Linked DNA regions of Anas platyrhynchos: region 1 is linked to region 2. The links are chromatin contacts, called in public Hi-C maps. All regions are on one chromosome and are shown on one strand. The core of a region is the stretch at or near the end of the contact, and the rest is flanking DNA. Distances in the headings are between cores, read along the strand shown. Region 1 overlaps PPFIBP2 (PPFIA binding protein 2). Region 2 holds the start of PPFIBP2 (PPFIA binding protein 2).

Region 1 (3,938 bases), core at 575-3,074, 100 kb before region 2:
AATTCAGCTGCAAAAGCCTACATTACTTATTTTATATACCTTGGGAACAGTGATCATGCACTAAACAACACCAAGGAGTTATTACTAGCACTATTTCTGGCTTGCAGAAGTCTTTAACTGCTCACATTCTAAGAAAAAGTCTGTAATGGTTTGCTCATTCTAAAGTTCAGAGTTAAGTTAAACTGAGGCAAAAGGATTTTAGCTTACCACAGTTAAATACTGCAACATTCTCCCATCAACTCTGGACTCGTGAAACTGGTCTTTGTACTGAGGTAAACCAATGTCATCAAGCCAGCCTGCAGATACAAGAACAGTGTTGTACCCAAATGTGGGTCAGTAAGGATGAAGCCCTTCTAATCTGGGCAGGTTTCTTCTGAGGCATTCAGTTAGCTCATTCTGCTTACTCACCTCTCTAAAGGACAGCCTCATAGCAGAAGCCTAAAAGCAATTCATCCAGCTTTTCCTATAATACCCCTGCAATACTTTAAATACAAACCTTCTGTACTGTAAAACTTAGCTTTTGCTAGACTGAGACATACCACCCATAGTGTACATTCGTTGTCCTTCAAGATGGATGGGCCTGCAATACGTTTGTTTAAGCAGGTATCAGACATTTTTTAAGAGCACTAAGTTTCAACAGGGCAAAATTTTTCATAGAATGGGGGTTTTTGTATTGTTCTTGATGTCCAAATATGGTTGCATGGAATGAAGTTCCCATTGGAACTCTACCTTTCAGATTGCAGAGTACTGAACTACTTTATGAAACATGGGCACCATGAAAGGCATCAGACTATTAAATGCTATGTGCTTTATAAAGTATTCCACCCAGCGCTGACTTCTAGTTGAGATTATGTGGAGTATGCAGATAAAGAAGGAAACCCCATAGTCATCTATTTGTAGAACTACTCTTTTTTCTTTTTTCATTCCTGCTCAGCTGTGTAAGAAAAAAAAATATTTTACAAACACTTCCACAATTCTTCAAACACTTACGTGTCACCCAGATATGATCGAGTTGTGCAGATTTCTCATCTTGTTTTGCATTTATTGATTTAATGGCCAAAACTAATTTCTTCCTGTGCAGTGGATGCTTTATTCCCATTTCCTGTAACAATAACCATTAAAAAAGTAGTTTGCTCTTTTCATCTCGTTAAACAGCTACTGAAACATTTCAAAAAGGTAGAATTGCCAATTGTCTGAAGGGATCTGGTTGTACTGAATCAAGATTTATGGTTGCTTGAGAAAAACAGTTACAGATATTACCTTTTCCATGTCCTGAGGTGTTGCAGTTAACAGCGTATGGCCTGAAGTCACCCACTGCCGTGCAAAAATGACGTACTGCCCTAGACCAAAGTCCTCAAGCCAGTTACAAACTCTCTCAGTGCTCCACTGAGCAAATGGAGCATTGTAGTCACTGAAAAGTAAAATAACTCTTTGAAACTCTTACAGGAAAGAATACGGTTCTTATCAGAAAGATCATTACATACCAGAGGAAATACTATAGCCTAGGTCCTAGTATTCTTTATCCTGTGAAATAATAAAGCCCAACAGCCATTCTCTCAGTATATGCTGTGGTAGTAGTGTCACAGAATCACAGAATTTCTAGGTTGGAAGAGACCTCAAGATCATCGAGTCCAACCTCTGACCTAACGCTAACAGTCCCCACTAAACCATATCCCTAAGCTCTACATCTAAACGTCTTTTAAAGACCTCCAGGGATGGTGACTCCACCACTTCCCTGGGCAGCCTGTTCCAATGTCTAACAACCCTTTCAGGTTGTCCTCCTAATCTGACTGCCTAGCTTCCTCTTGTGAACAGTTGGAGCAGGGTAGGGTGATAAGGATTAAAGTTTCCCACTTGAAAATAAAGAAAAGGGTAATTAATTGCTGAATTCTCAGCACTGCAAATATTCCCACATGAGATGATAATAAGTTCCCTTGTTCTTTAATAAAGGTGAAATTTTGGTGCTGCTACCTGCAGCTGAAGGAGTGCAGATAGGCAAGCTAATCAGGATACATTTTCTACCAGGGAAATTCTTTCCAGTTGGGGAATTCCATGTGTAACAAAGTATATTGGACAATGTATTGCACAAGAGAAGTGTTTTGCTGTTCAGTGTATTTAACAGCATCTTTTAATACACTGTGCAAAGAAAAGAAGAAATCATTACCTTTTCTGGCCTTTGGTTTCCTTTGATCTGGATAACCGAGGCCCAGCTGTTGCACGGAGACCGCCTCTTCGGAACTCTGCCAAACCCAGATCGTCTGCAGGGAAGTTACCAGACTGAGTTCTTCGTATTCTTTCAAAAAAAGAGCGCCAAGACAGTACTATTAGCGTCCAACAGAGAACATTTGTTTCATATGGAAACTATAATGACAACTAGAAGCTGTATCAATCTTCCTGTAAACCACAAACATATGATTCAAGCAGCAGCCAAAGAAGTTCCAAGCAAACGCTGTCTAGACCAAACTCTGAGTAAAGAAAAAAGCTCTGCAAAACAGCCATGACCTTTCAACACAAGTAATAATCTACACTGGAGGTCAGGCTTCTAAACATCTGCTGTCCTGAAGCAGATAAAACGAACGCAGTAAAACTCAGTCCCCCTGCTTTTTGTTTCTTCTGTTTTCTTAGACTTTTTTTTTTTTTTTTTTTTTTTATAACTGAAGGCTCCTGTAATGAACAACTGACTATCATTTAATTTTTTCGTAGCTACTGAAACTGTTGGTACTCTAAATCTTTAGCATTATAACAACACAGCAGAATACGTTATTTCTTCCAATAACGTGATGCTTTGTATATTACCATGCATTTTCCTCCACCCATGTGCACATAGAGACACACCTGTACAATCACAGAACAGAGCTCCTTTTCCTCCTTTTCCTGAACTTTATTTTATTCTTGCTGTAGGTACCGTATTTTTTACTGAGAACCGAATTAATTCTGTTGAAATACTTTGATAAGAAACTAAAAAAAAAAATTATCTTACTTTCCCCAGATTTTCTTGATCCCTTTTGGACTCTTTCTATTTTCTGGAGACAGTGGAGACTGTGGACCTGAATCCGTTCCAGAAGAAAGAGGTGAAAGGTCATCTGAGACTACTGTACCATCCACGTTCTCTGTTTCTCCTGGGTTAAGAACAATAATAGTCACATTTTTTACTAACTGTTGACAAAGTGGTTATCTGGGAGACTAATACTTTAAAAAAAGAAAAAAGGTAATAAATAAGTAAAGATAAAATAAAATGTTCCTGTATAAGAAAGTATTGCTCAGAAGGGGAAAAAAATATTAGCTGTACATTACATACCAAAAAAAAAAAGAAAAAAAAAAAAGTAAAACAGTATTGTTGTTTCAATTTATTTAAAAACATTATTTTAATTAATTCAGAATCTTCACTTGGGTCTGCTCTTGCCTTTCTACTGTTAATACCAAAACTCTTCCATTAAAATCGGTGGGAATTTTTCTGTTTTCACTCAAGTAAGATCATGAACAAGTATTAAAAAAAAATAAAAAATAAATCCCATATGAATGCCATAGAGGGAAAGCTCTTATTTCATTTCAGCACTGCACTTAAGAAATTCAGTGTGGATTGCCCCCTTGGTATTAGTATTTTATAGAGGAGAGAAAGGGAGGGAAAAAGGAAAGGAAAAAATAAGTAGCAAAATTCATGTTAAAGTTGCATCTTGTTTGGATACAATACCTAGCACTGGTGCACTGACACTCCTGATGCGATCTTCAGTCATCCCAAGAAGCAGAAAGCCAGATGAAGAAGCAAAGAAGATATAAAACACCAGCAAAATAAAGTTATGGAAGAGCAAAGAAGTAAGCTAAGCATTAAAAGCAGAAACAAAAAGAAAAGAAGCAGTTATGCTTGACATGAAAGCGAATGTGCATTGGTTTGCACAAGCCCCAGGAATCCTGCACAGGTCATCTTAAGTAGACTGGAA
Region 2 (3,644 bases), core at 125-2,624:
CTGGACAAGTAGAGGTACTTGTAACTAAATCTCAATATACTATTTTTTCTCTCTCAATTTAGAGTACCAAGAGTTCCGTAGCAGTATATACGATATAAAAGTCTTTCTTCATTCAGATGTCTCTCTCTCATCAGGTAAGATGAAATACACTTATTTTTATTCCTTAACATATAGGCACATTTCTTACGGAATACTATGCTTATTTAGCTGAATTGTTTTCCAGTCTTTTGTTTAAATTTCAGAAGTCTTTAATGGACAAATGGAGCTCTTAGAAACTCTTTCAGAAATGTACTGTTACTTTTGTTCAGCGTTTTTAAACACTTGTAAAGAAGCTATTGGTCTGGCTGCTAGCATTTAATTAGTTGGGATTATGTCAGACAGCTGTAACTAGCTGAGTTTAGCCAGTGGTGCCACAAGAACGTAGCTCCATCTAGCGTTCAGCTTCCAAAACAAGTACGAGTGATCTTGAAAGTGTTTGGAATTAACTTTCTCTGCTCCCAGGTATATACTAGTAGGTCCCTATGGACCTGGGCGGGGGAGGGTTGTAGGTTGACAAGTCTACCACAGTAAATAAAAACAACAACAACAAAAAAAAAAAACAACAAAAACAAACAAACAAAAAACTATTGGAGGGCAGGTGCAGTGTTTTGGACAGACAGCTGTTTATAACATCTGCATCCAAGTTAGCTGTAACCATCATGGAGAGACCTTCTTAATGCAGTCTGGAAAACAGAGCTTTTACCGTAAGTTACTGTCTGCTTATGGATAGAGAATAGTCTACCCTATAAGCTGTTACTCTATTTTCTATACTGAGGTAATTATGAGCCACAAGGCTTGTTTGAGTCAGACTTAACTCTGAACACTGTGGGATTTCATGTTTATCTAAATTTGTTTGAAAAGTTATGTGTTAAGAAATGGTAGAAAAATACATGCTAGAAAGTATTTTCAATTATATAAGACATTATTAAACTGTTTATCTGCTAAAAATGTATTCATTGTTCTGCGACCTTCTGGCAAAAGTTTCTAGCCAGCATTTAGGTTTGAGTCAAGTAAGATGCAATTTTTATGAGCTTTTATTTATTTTTTAATCCACTAGCTTCAAAAATAGGAGAAATCATAACAGCAGGAAAACTTCAAGTTAGTCTTACCTGCAAGTTTTGAGCTGCAAGGCAATGTTCTCTCTCCTCTGTTTCTCCAGATAATGCTCTTGATCACTTCTGTCTTTAACAGTTGTTAATGCACAGTTCTTTTTTCTTATAATCATACATATGGATGCAAGAAGCCATCTTTGTTATAGAGAAAAGCCTCAGACAGCTCCAACATATTTTGTTTACAATTCAGTAAGTCTGATATAACAAAATACTGTTTGCTTAGCTGCAGAAGCAAACCATGGCACCTGATTTAACTTGTTGCAACTCTCATGCAGTAAAGATTAGCTTAAACCGCTTTCATCTGACCTCTATGTTTGCAAGGGCAGGCAAGGTCATTTACCATGACTCAGCTGAGATGCAGTAACTCAGTCACATGCCAGAGCTCTTGGTTTACTGTTCAGCTTCCTTTTGTTAGCGTTTTCTGGTATTTGCTAAAATGTGACTTCACAGAGAAGATAAATGATACTTTCTATGGAGATTTAAATAAGATCAGGCAATGTGTCAGTCATGTATAACAAAATCTTTGGCTGATACACGTCTTAAAATTATCTTAAAGGTTGGCCTGCAAGCAGTCACTAAGATCTACTGCAAGAGGACTCCAACTACCCCACAACCAAATCATCACCTACAAAAAAAAGCAGCAGGACCCAATCTCTAATGATTGTCTCAGATTCAGGAGTTGATAACCTGTATGTGTGTGCCATAGCATGCATAGCTCAGAAATTATAAGTAATTGGCCATGACTGACACCCGGAACGGGAACTCCTAGTTTTACAGATTCCCTGGGGGGGCATGTAGTCTGTTAATACCCAATAAAAGTTTCCTGTCAAAGAACCTTTCTTGACCTTTTACGGAGTCGGACTTCTGGACACTTCCCCATGCCTGTTCCCTTTCTTACTTTCTCTGCCTTCACAGATAACCTTTTGGTTTTCTGAAACTTGGACTAGCACTTAAAAACATGTTCTGTCTCTCCAAGACTGTAGTTTTTTTAGCAGTTCTAAACTGCTAATGCATCTCTTCTCTGTCCTGGCTTTGAGCAGCATGCCTAATTGAAAGATGTCCACCTACCTCTCAGTCACTATGTTTTCACAGGATTTTAGAAATAACAATAAAAGTGTCTCTTCCTATGTTTTTATTTTTAAAATTAACTAGCATAGGAGACTGAGTGTCTCATAGCTGAAAAAATGACTAAAAACACATTTGCTAGGCTTCCTTTATAGTGTCCATGAACTTTAAAGCCAGTTATCAAGATTCTAAGTCAATGTAATATTATGAATATTTGATTTTATAGCAGATCTTATATAAATTGGGAAGCATCACTAGGGGTTGGTAAATAATCACTGGTTGGTAAATAAAAGCTACATAAAGATTTTCCTTTCTTCTGCATGGCCAAAACAAGTTATCATACTGTCTTCTCCCAAATCAAGGTATATGTCTGGAACTTAACCGTCTCTGCTGATACATAGATCTTACCTCATATTAAAGTCACACTGTAAATGCTAAGGTTAGAGGCAAATAAAACCAAATTAAGTCCTTTACCGTGAGCTACCTACATGTATGTTTTCAGTTAGAAAATTACACATGTTCTACTTGAATCATGCCTTTTAAAAATACGTTTCTGGCAGAAGACACGGATATTTTAATCCAGGTGATTAGGGCTCAGACTAGGATTTGACAGTAGAAGCTACACACCCTCCAAATTTCTTTATACCAGACTGGAACTAGAGCTGGTGGGGAAACTATTTGTGTACCATCATGAGCCCTCTCAAGAGGATTGTTTTTAGCTTGATTGTAATGCCACAGCTGCATGAGTTTTGGTAGATTACGAGGAAACCTGTGTTTCATTGCAAATTACCTCTGAATCCTGTTGTGATTTCACACTGATTACAGCTGTATAAGCATCTGAATATGCTCATCTCTGTTTAAAAGATGAAGCTACTTGTTCTGTGTTTTACTATAGTTTTTGTTAGTTCAAATAAAAGTAGAGTTATTTTATTTTCCCATAAGCATTGCTAATTTTGATATTTGGGCAGCTAGCAAGCCTTTTCAGGTACTTTGCAATTCAATTTTATTTTCAACTTTCAAGTTTAGTTAAGCTGCAAGTTTTATTGTGTGACATAATTTTTTTTTATTTTTTTTTTTTTGAGCTTAATGTGAGCTTTCTTTGTCTTGTTATGGTAATAGCTAGTTAGAGGTTTCTCTCTCCAAAAAGTGTTTTTCTGAACAGGAAATAATTATGGTCAGTTGTCTTTACCGTGGCTGTGATATCCATTTTAGCAGAAGTGCTCGGCTCTTATTTTGTTACTAGACTTTATTGCATGCTTGTAACTATCATAGTCACTTGCTAGTATGTCAGTGACTGCATTTTTGATGTTGCTGTTCTTTAAGGTGGTAGTCTTCTGTATCCAGGTTTGGTTTGCGACTTGCATATTCAGCCTGAGAAATATTTAATTTACTTTATTTATTTTTTATTGGTGTAAAGACTTGTCATAT

The links. Hi-C and Micro-C count contacts between places; a contact is called where the count stands out from the background.
Region 1: a contact with region 2 is called in a Hi-C map of F5 follicle, with 4 times the contacts expected there. The contact joins the enhancer-like site here to the promoter of PPFIBP2 in region 2. A contact is called at or near these places in 5 of 8 Hi-C or Micro-C datasets (F1 follicle, F5 follicle, skeletal muscle and 1 more).

The regions. Positions count from the first base shown.
Region 1 is chr5:59,907,802-59,911,739 of IASCAAS_PekinDuck_T2T, reverse strand. PPFIBP2 (PPFIA binding protein 2) reads right to left here. Exons shown (of 30, transcript XM_072039236.1): 19 at 3,692-3,724; 20 at 2,981-3,119; 21 at 2,165-2,293; 22 at 1,261-1,411; 23 at 991-1,102; 24 at 208-296. CYB5R2 (cytochrome b5 reductase 2) reads left to right here. Exons shown (of 10, transcript XM_027458412.3): 10 at 2,990-3,525. Among named protein-coding and RNA genes, the nearest start is that of CYB5R2, 19 kb to the left of the region's middle. Within about 2 kb of position 1,824, at least 3 of the 8 cell types and tissues checked have an H3K27ac peak or open chromatin away from gene starts, as enhancers often do. A contact at or near this core is called in F5 follicle, where this site is marked.
Region 2 is chr5:59,806,944-59,810,587 of IASCAAS_PekinDuck_T2T, reverse strand. It overlaps PPFIBP2 (PPFIA binding protein 2), which reads right to left and starts at 1,374. Exons shown (of 30, transcript XM_072039236.1): 1 at 1,149-1,374. The coding sequence starts at 1,264.